2 separate regions of the Rattus norvegicus genome follow, and region 1 is linked to region 2. The links are chromatin contacts, called in public HiChIP or PLAC-seq maps. All regions are on one chromosome and are shown on one strand. The core of a region is the stretch at or near the end of the contact, and the rest is flanking DNA. Distances in the headings are between cores, read along the strand shown.

Region 1 (4,998 bases), core at 589-3,088, 270 kb after region 2:
TAGTGGAGAAATCTCTCTGGGTTTCATTGCAGAACTAGATAATTAGTCCATCATAGAAATAATTCAGGCACAAAAGACATCAGTTTTCCTAGTTTTTCACCAGGAATGGGTAAATCCTGAAAAGTACTCTTCCCTTCCTCGTAATGAGAGGTAATTACACAGCAGATCATGTGACCAAGCACATTCAAAGAGAAATGGTCGTCTGGGTATGTGACAAAGGCTGAGTAGTGGCCTCAGACTTTACAACCGGTTTCATGATGCATTATTCTATGATAGAATTACATACTGCCTAACCGTGACAACATAAATGCATTCGGCAAGGATACTTATGCACAAGTAAAAACCACAGGAGGGCACACTTACTTGCAAATGGCTAGCAAACATTCTTCTATGGTGTCCCTCTGTGCCTTGGTGAGGGACCGTCCTTTGGAAAGTCTGTATATTGTCTGCAGTGTAGAGTCGATCAGAGAAGTACAGTGCTCTGTCCCAGAAAAGAGAGGGGCGCATCTAGTAAGGAGCGGGAGCACAGCCGAACATAAATACCTATTCAGTGCCAGCGCGGCCTCTGTGGTGCTGAGGGACACCTGAGAAAGGGAACGGGGGCATCGGTTAACCTCTGAGAAAGCAGCCCATTGAGCCTGCACATGGAGCTCCATGCAAGGTCAGGGAAACTTACACATTGCTCTAGTCACAGCCTACCAGGAGAGGCAAAAGCCAATGTGCTTGCAGGTACGTACTGGCAGAGCCAGGGGAGAAAAACACACAGGCATCCTATCATCCTGGAAGGAGATATTTAACCTGTCCTCCTTCTGAATGCTGGGAATGGATGTAGTTTACAACCTGGTGGTCCTTTTTGATATGATGAGACACACCCAGCCCACGCCCCCCAGAATTTGTTTTACTTATCCCAGACCCTTTCCCTTTAAATCTTGAGCATGGCTTGTAGGCCTTAAAACTCATCCTTGTGAGAGCTGTCATTCGTACTTTACCACATCCTAAGTGACTTCTGTGTTATCTTAGGGCCAGGCCAAATCCTGACTTTGGCAGGCACAATATTTACCTCAGTCACTCTCCCCACCCTTATCGTGAGCATTTGCTTCTAAAGCAAAAAGGACCCACCTAACAGATGAAGCCATATGTACTTTGGAAAGAGCTTCAATGCAAACATGTCTTAAACGTCACTGTACTCATGGGGCTGAGTAATTGCTATATGATTCCCCCCCCCAAAATTGTGATATGTTTAAATATCACACAAATAAACAAGCTGAGGTCAGACATCTTGACGTCTTGGCCCAGCCCGGGGTTACCTAAATTGGGCTAAACTGAGTTTCACTCTTTCCTCACCTGGACCCTCCCCCGTATACCTACTCATTACTGTTTCTCATTTAAATGAAAATAAAAAGAGATTAGTCCCCACCCCCAGAACAAAGCAAGCATATAAAGATGGCTGCTTAGTGAATGGTCGCAAAGAAGATTACTAAACTTTCACTACAATCAATTGATGGGTCGTTTAACCCAGCATCCTTGGTATTTGAATTTCCAGGTTCTGAGCTATTGCACAATCACTCCGGATTTATCTTGTATTTGTTACCTTATAGGAGTCTCACATATCTTCTTTTATTTAAGGTTAATAAATGGTTATAGACTGCCACGTCCCTCAAATTCACCAGCTTTACAAAGAGAGAGTAGATCTCTGACGCCCACTAGTCACTTTGTCAGTACCATGAGCAGCTCACAACCGGATAAATGATCTGAGCGTTGACCTCACTAAAGGGAACCCGACAGTCCATGAGGAGCACAAAAAAGGAACAGAAATCTGGGTCTTTTCTAAAGCCCTGGTAGAGTCTTTGCTAACAATGTTCCTCTTTGTAAACGTAGACGGACAAGCTGAATTAAAGGAAGAGCCATTCAGTGGCACTAAATATAGCCAAAGCGTGACTCACGTCACTGTTGAAAACCCAAGGACTCAACAGAAGTCTGGAGACCCACAGAGAAAATAATGTCATTATTTCCTGCAATTATCACAGCTATTATCTCTGAACGGACATTCCCTGCAACTTATGATTTCAAAAACTGTTCTCTTTGAACCCTCCACATTTCTGGGTATTGGTATTAATTATCAGAAATTTGTCTTCTGGAGGCATTGGTAACCACACTGGAAAAAACAGCTCCATTTCCGTTTATCACTTTCGGAGACAGTGTAGTTAAAATGAGGGAGGCTCCGATTCCTGTGGCTTGACGGTTCTCAGATGAGGCACTGAACAGAAAAACCTCTTTTTTTTGGGGGGGGTAAGATGATGATCTGGCAAGCATATGATCTAACAGCAGATGCTGGAATAGAATTTGCTGTTTGAATTACAAAAAAAAATTTAAATACTTTAATCAGAAAACTTGGAAGTCCACAAATTTTAAAAGTTTTTTAAAACCTAGAGATTTATAGAAAATCTCCAAGCAAAAGTAATGGTAGGTGGGGCACGGTGAAGATCTAAAAATATCCTATGGCTCTGACGCCTTCATTGATAGACTGTTCCTCATTTTTATGCCCTGTCTCCATGAATTAAGGAATCTGGGTTCTGCCAGCTGACTCCTCACCCCAAAGCTTGCAATTCTCACTACTGGACACCAGATGGCACCCATGAGAAGACGAAGTGCAAATAAGCATATAAGTTTTTTTTTTTGGAATTAAGCTGATCCTTGTGTCCTCACTTCTCACTTCCAGCAAGACACAGATATGACAGTTGGCATTTCTTATCTTATGGTCAGACACTTCTTGTCTTGATGCCTGTGGATGCTGGATTTCTTTATCCCAGCTTTGATTTCCAACTGTGTGGTTGCCTTTGGCCTCTTGTACTGACCTCTGCCATACCTCTGGCTATAGACTATCCTTCCTGGTGGTCAGTGCATGAGAAAAAATAAGTGAGAATGAAGAATATTTCTGGCTTGAAATGCCTCCATCCAACCTTTTGCATAAGCAACAGAACCATATTCATATACATATGTGTATATATATGTGTGTACATATATATATATACATATATATATATTCTTTTGGGGGACCTTTGGTGACACTCATAACTGGTTTAAACAGGATTTAGATAACAGAAAATTGCTATTAGTGCCTGATGGGTAACACGGATGCTATGAAAACATTCTATGATGAATATCATAGTGGTTACCTGTTCCATTTCCTTAAGAAATATTGCCCCAGGGTTTGAGATACTGTGGAGGCTGGATTGTGAGAAACTTCAATTGAAGGGATTGGACAGAAAATTAAGGCCAGATTTACCTGCATATACATTTTTAGGCCAATACATGACAATCTTCCAGTTTTGAGTATCTCTGTTTTTCTCATTCTCAAGCAGGATATTAAATTATGATCATCAGGAGGTAGAAAATATTTGTTCCTATGTCCAATGAAACTAATTTAACCATGAGGGAATTCCCTTCCACCCTCTTTATTTTAGCTACTTACTGTATCTAGAGATGCAGAAGCTCGTAAATCGGGTAAAAACCCAACTTCCAGCAAGTGGAGCAGAAAAGTTTGATCTTTAATGCCATAAACACGGTCCAAGAACAGCACCATGGGTGCTTTGTGGTCAGGACAGAAGTTGGCCGCCATGTCTGGCTCGCTGACGGACCCATCTGAAAAACAGAGCACGTCATTTCCTGTTTCTGCAGTTTGAAACGCAGCATAGAACGTGTCTGTCCACTGCGCATTGAGTGTTAGAGCAACAGGAAGTAAGAACCAAGCAGGAAGCTGCTTAAGCAAGGATAGGAGAAGCAACTGTCAAATCTCTGTGAGCCAGTTATTGAACAAGTCTGTTATTAAACGTTTAAACTTACACGAAGTAGATTGTTTTAAAAGGTAACTCACAGTCATTGTTCACTAATTTCTAATTTTACTGTAAATTCTTTTTTTTTTTTTTTATTAACTTGAGTATTTCTTATATACATTTCGAGTGTTATTCCCTTTCCCGGTTTCCGGGCAAACATCCCCCTCCCCCCTCCCCTTCCTTATGGGTGTTCCCTTCCCAACCCTCCCCCCATTGCCGCCCTCCCCCCATAGACTAGTTCACTGGGGGTTCAGTCTTAGCAGGACCCAGGGCTTCCCCTTCCACTGGTGCTCTTACTAGGATATTCATTGCTACCTATGGGGTCAGAGTCCAGGGTCAGTCCATGTATAGTCTTTAGGTAGTGGCTTAGTCCCTGGAAGCTCTGGTTGCTTGGCATTGTTGTACTTTTGGGGTCTCGAGCCCCTTCAAGCTCTTCCAGTTCTTTCTCTGATTCCTTCAACAGGGGACCTATTCTCAGTTCAGTGGTTTGCTGCTGGCATTCGCCTCTGTATTTGCTGTATTCTGGCTGTGTCTCTCAGGAGCGATCTACATCCGGCTCCTGTCGGTCTGCACTTCTTTGCTTCATCCATCTTGTCTAATTGGGTGGCTGTATATGTATGGGCCACATGTGGGGCAGGCTCTGAATGGGTGTTCCTTCAGTCTCTGTTTTAATCTTTGCCTCTCCCTTCCCTGCCAAGGGTATTCTTTTTCCTCATTTAAAGAAGGAGTGAAGCATTCACATTTTGATCATCCGTCTTGAGTTTCGTTTGTTCTAGGGATCTAGGGTAATTCAAGCATTTGGGCCAATAGCCACTTATCAATGAGTGCATACCATGTATGTCTTTCTGTGATTGGGTTAGCTCACTCAGGATGATATTTTCCAGTTCCAACCATTTGCCTACGAATTTCATAAACTCGTTGTTTTTGATAGCTGAGTAATATTCCATTGTGTAGATGTACCACATTCTCTGTATCCATTCCTCTGTTGAAGGGCATCTGGGTTCTTTCCATTTTCTGGCTATTATAAATAAGGCTGCGATGAACATAGTGGAGCACGTGTCTCTTTTATATGTTGAGGCATCTTTTGGGTATATGCCCAAGAGAGGTATAGCTGGATCCTCAGGCAGTTCAATGTCCAATTTTCTGAGGAACCTCCAGACTGATT
Region 2 (5,298 bases), core at 2,309-4,808:
TGGTCACCCAGAGAACAGGGATAGACTGTTGTGGGGCCGCAGACTGTGAAAGGTATCCTGGTTCCTGGTTGAGATGAGTTTGAAATTCTGGTGACCTTCAGGAGGGAGGTAGGCTTTTACCTTAACTCCTAGGAGACCAGGCCCGTCTCAAGTAGCTACAGCCCCCCCATCCCCCTGTAGAGAGGCTGTGGCCATCAGTCACCTAAAGGCTTGACCACGCCTCCCACGTGTAGATAAGGTATTCCCAAGCTCTCTGGCCAAGCTAATAGGCAGCACCTCCGGTCAGACCCTGACCCACCCCAAAACTGTATATAAGGATCCTCTCCAGAAGGATTAAAGGCAGCGGAGGCAGCAGAGGGCGGAGGCAGCAGAGGCAGCTCGCCCCTCCCTGCTCGAGTTCTCTTCCTTTTCGCCTGAACCCTCGTACCTGGCCAGGCCAGAGATCTTCATGGAAAGCCTCCAGTACGAAGGCCAACAGACTGTCAGTGTGTTCTTAAAATGCCCATTCTGTCTAAGAAAATATCTTTCTGTCTGTCTTTAAAAAAAATCCTGACCGTGAAGCTCAAACTTGCCCCAAGGAACTTGATACTCCTAGTCAATAGGAAGTAGTCTAATGATAACGCTGTCCCATTTCCCACCAATGACTTTATTCAGAGATCTCTTTCCTTTCTTCTCTCTTTTTTTTCTTCTTCTCTTCTACATGGTGTTAAGGGGTTGAAATAAGCAGATATTTTTGTTTCCTACCTCCAGTTAACAAAAACACATACTGTGTTTGTGCAGTAGGGTGAAAGAGAGAATAAAGTAGCAAAAGGCCATTTTGCTTGTGTTATATGGCATGCCTGTTGAAATGCAAAAATCAAGTCTTACTTAAAGAAGATGCTACATTATGTGTTTTTGTTAACTGGCGGTAGGAAACAAAAATATTTGCTTGTTTGTAACTTACTGACATCAGCTCTTATTAGTGAAAAATGTAAACTATAACAACAACAACAACAACAACAACAACAACAACAACAACAACAACCCAAAGTGTAAAACCAGAATTTTAGGACTGGAGAGGTGGCTCAGCGGTTAAGAGCACTGACTGCTCTTCCAGAGGTCCTGAGTTCAATTCCCAGCAACCACATGGTGGCTCACAACCATCTGTAATGGGATCTGATGTCTTCTTCTGCTGTGTCTGAAGACAGATACATTGTACTCATATAAATATGATAATAAATTAGTCTTTAAAAAAAACTCCAAACCCCCAGAGTTTTAGAGAGAGGGAGGAAGACCAACTATAATCAAGTCACGGTCCTCCACCATGTGAGAATACAACAAAAAGTTTGGGGAACAAACACAAGGAGCCTCACTAGACAGGTAATTTGCCCACACCCTGCTCTGGGACTTGACAGCTTCAGAACTGTGAAAACAGATGCGCTGTGAGCTACCTGTTTCATGGCATTTTGTTATACTGGGCTAAAAGCTCAAATTGCTCACTCCCCTAGGTATAGTCTTGCTTTGCAGAAATTTGCCAATTTCAATCCTGTGAAAATCCCCACAGTGCCAAATTTTAAGCTACCAACTTTGTCACTGAACACAGAGTTTTGAAGAAGATGATGTACCAAGCCACTTTGAGCCTAGTCACCCAGAGAATGGGGGTAGACTGTCACTGTGTTCTTAAAAATGCCCATTCTACCTGTCTAAGTCCTTGGGGCTCCTTTTTTGTGCATAAACAAAACAATATGATTCTCTTTACTATTTTTATGGTCTTGTGGTCTGTGCTTGGTGCTTACGATGAGATGGGACTACTGATTTTGAGAGCTGAAAATAAGGAAGAACATATTAATCTTAAGTACCACTGGCATTCTGAATTTCACAGGTAAATACAAAGATTCTCACTCTACCATCTGTCTATCTCACCAATAGAAAGAATAAAAATATAGCGTGCATCAAGAAAAGAAAAATGTAGAAATGATTTTTTAAAAAAGAAAATAAACAATGGTGTGTACTGACAAAGTTAACCCTTTGGGAGCGAGATAGCAAAATTGCAAGATAGCAGTGTTAAAATGTTACTTATTGGGCTGGAGAGGTGGCTCAGAGGTTAAGAGCACTGATTGCTCTTCCAGAGGTTCTGAGTTCAATTCCCAGCAACTACATGGTGGCTCACAATCATCTGTAATGAGATCTGATGCCCTCTTCTGGTGTGTCTGAAGACAAGCTACAATGCTCTCATACATAATAAATAAATAAATTAAAAAAAATGTTACTTATTGCTACGAGACAGGACAGGGGAGTGAGGGTGACTAGGATTAAAGCTTTATATATATGTGTGTGTCCAAATATTGTGATTCAGGCCACCTGTCCTGATGCGTTCTCCTGAACCCTTAACTCTCTCCTTATTGATGACATTCGTGATCTGCCCACTCAAGCAATACATACGGACATCTCCACTGCCTTCAGAGCCTAACTTCCTCATTTACATTTGAATGTAAAATCCTAAATTTCCCATTTCCTAGCTGCCTTCTTGGCTCTCATTTCTGTTTTACACTTTGACAACTATGGCCTGAACTTTTATGTCTCTGACTAAAACTTAAATCTCTTTTACAGATTTTCTCAAGAGCCATGGAGACTTTGAAGCCGGGCGACCCTAGGTTTGAATCATTCTGTTAATGACTAGCTATAAAGCCATAAAAGTTATTTAATATTTGTGTTTTCTTTTGTGCGAGCTTCAGGGAATCCACTTGAATCTGCCTCCCCCAGTCAAATAGACTCAAGACAAGAATTGTCAATAAACAGCGTGTTTTCCTCCCTCCCTGCCTTTTCCTGAGGGGGCGGAGATCCATTTCCCTATCCTTGCTCCTGGGACCCTTCCTTTGACTCCCAAGACCTTGGGCCTAAGAGTCTCAAATGTACACCTAAGAAAAAGTTTTTCTCCCAAACTCCTTAACTTTATCTTTTGCCCATAACATCCAGGTGTCCTCTCAGAATCTGCATCCGGGAAAGCTACAAAGCAGTTACCCATCGGTGCTCTACACCTCCCAGACTGGACCTACACACTCCTACCCTTAGATGTCCCCTGGACAGCAGTGACCAGCTCTTCCTGGACTTGACCAACATCTTTCCTGCTACCCTTGTCTTTGGACACCGTCTAGCCAAAGTTAAGCTCTCTAGCAAAATAAGGGTAACAAGAGTACCTATGAGAACCAAGGGCTCAGTAAATGTACGTTACAGCAACTACATTTACAAGTTCTCTTCAAGATTTTCAAGCATCTTTTCCCTTTCCTACTGGACCCTCCATCCACTTGAGCCACTGTCCACAACTGTGATGTGGGACTCATCTTCAACCCACACCTCCTTCCTAAATCCTGACTTTAAAATGGCTTATCTTTTTCAAGTTAAGATGTTAACTAAACTCATTGGACATCTTGGGTTTTGCGTCATTTAAACACTCGTATGAATTAAGAACTATCACACAAAGTGATTTTAAGGTATCCTTTTATTACAGATCACTTATGTGGTCCCCGCCCCGGCCGGGCCCCGCGCCCTGATCACCGCGGCTGGCGCTCGGCCGCTTCCGGTGGGGCCTGCGCTCTCCGCCGCGGCTCGCGTGCTCTGCTCGCCGGCGGCCTCATGCAGGCTGAGAGAGGGGCTCGAGGCGGCCGCGGGCGGCGGGGAGGCCGGGAGCGGCCCGGAGGGGACCGAGGGCCGGCCGGGGCCGCGACGGCGCTGGCGAGAGGAGGCTGCGGGGACGGAGGCGGCCGGCGGGGCCGAGGCCGGGGCTTCCGCCGAGGCCGAGGAGGTGGCGCCCCGCGAGGCGGCCGCCGGGAACCTGGAGGCCGGGGCGGTGGAGCCAGCACGCGGGTAAGGGGTGCGGGTTGCTGCGGCCGCTAGCCGGCGTGCAGGGCGCGTGAAACCACAGCGCCTGCGCGGGATGGAGCCGGGGGGCGCGCGTGGACGGTGCACGCGCAGCCCCTGGCTGCTTGTGGCCCAAGGACTAGGCGATCAGCCTTGGGTTTTGTTGGTACCGGAGTCCCATAGCCTGATGGAGACTAACGGCGACACCTGGTGTCCAGGCTTCAGCCCGGCGCACTGTCACTGAAGTTAACTTCCTGGCGAGCGATGTCTATCTGAATGCGCTAACCCAAACAGATTTACTCCTAGAAGTGTTCCTCTGTCTTCTGTTTCCTTTATACCCATCCCACATTGCCTAGGTAACGGTGTCTGTTGTCACCCACGTCCGGTTGGAGGGACATAGGGGAAGATTATGTCTTCATTTTGGTTTGGATTAATGATCGCTAAGATTCTTCCCACTCTTCAGATTTGCAATTAGTCTCGCTGAGAATACCATTCTGGGTACTTAAGGATTAGATGAGGAGAGACTGACTGACTTCACGAGGCCTCTCTGTGCTTATGGTTGGGCACAGTGGTGTCAGGATTGACTGCCGTGCTCTGGAAGCAGACAGTCAATAGAGTTCCAGCTCTGTAGTGACCATTGTCCAGCTGCAGGATTCCACACAGTGCACATCTTGCTTTCCCTCTGGACGACTAGACTGCAAATGGAAACAACTTCTAGATGTGTGTACTCCTCCAAAGTAACTTACTCTGGATCTAAGAAGCCCTGAAATCATTCCTTTTAAAGATGGGTGATATGAGCCCTGAGCTTACTGAGTTTGATAAGCAAATTATCAGGCCAGTCACTTTTACCGCAGTGTGATATTACCCTTAGTGCAATGGTTAACTTCACAAAATGCAAGAATTTGCTTAGTATCTTTTTTTAGAAATATATTAGTTTCTCTGTGCCCATGCACGGGCACATGTGTGTTTGTGTGTGTGTGTGTGTGTGTGTGTGTGTGTGTGTGTGTGTGTGTGTACATAAGTGCAGTGCCAGCAAAGGCCAGAAGGCATCAGATCCTTTGAGCCCACATTTCAGGCAGTTGTGTTTTCCAGAATAGCAGCAAACCGCTCTGAGTCCTCTCTAAAGGTATTTGCACTCTTGGCATATGCTCCCATGCACACACACATTCATGTAAAGAAGCACAAGAATGCAAATGTTTGACTCCAGTTCCTTTGAACATATACCTAGTAATAGGATTGTGGAATCCTTACTGGTGGTTATAGTTTTCATTTTTAAGAAAAGCCATACTGCTCTTTGTAATGCTCTACCAATTGATGTCACCACAGCACATGACAGTTCCTGTCTCTGCATTTTTGTTAGCCCTTTTTATTTTTCAAATTCTTCATCCTCTTTCTCCTTGTCCTGTAGATAGGGTCTCACTATGTAACCCACACTTGCCTTAACTCAATATCTTCCCGCCT

The links. HiChIP or PLAC-seq counts read pairs in DNA pulled down with a chosen protein or histone mark.
Region 1: an H3K27ac HiChIP or PLAC-seq map of oligodendrocytes shows a contact between it and region 2, with 9 times the contacts expected there. The contact joins the enhancer-like site here to the promoter of Aven in region 2. A contact is called at or near these places in 6 of 12 Hi-C or Micro-C datasets (the A7r5 cell line, Schwann cells, frontal cortex and 3 more) and 1 of 1 datasets of contacts at active chromatin or transcription factors (oligodendrocytes).

What each region holds. Positions count from the first base shown.
Region 1 is chr3:120,018,218-120,023,215 of GRCr8, forward strand. Ryr3 (ryanodine receptor 3) reads right to left here. Exons shown (of 104, transcript XM_063284955.1): 48 at 3,473-3,642; 49 at 364-584. Among named protein-coding and RNA genes, the nearest start is that of Chrm5, 230 kb to the left of the region's middle. Within about 2 kb of position 1,839, at least 4 of the 93 cell types and tissues checked have an H3K27ac peak or open chromatin away from gene starts, as enhancers often do.
Region 2 is chr3:119,749,852-119,755,149 of GRCr8, forward strand. It overlaps Aven (apoptosis and caspase activation inhibitor), which reads left to right and starts at 3,559. Exons shown (of 6, transcript NM_001399518.1): 1 at 3,559-3,843. The coding sequence starts at 3,613. All of the region lies in intron 1 of Chrm5 (cholinergic receptor, muscarinic 5), which reads right to left.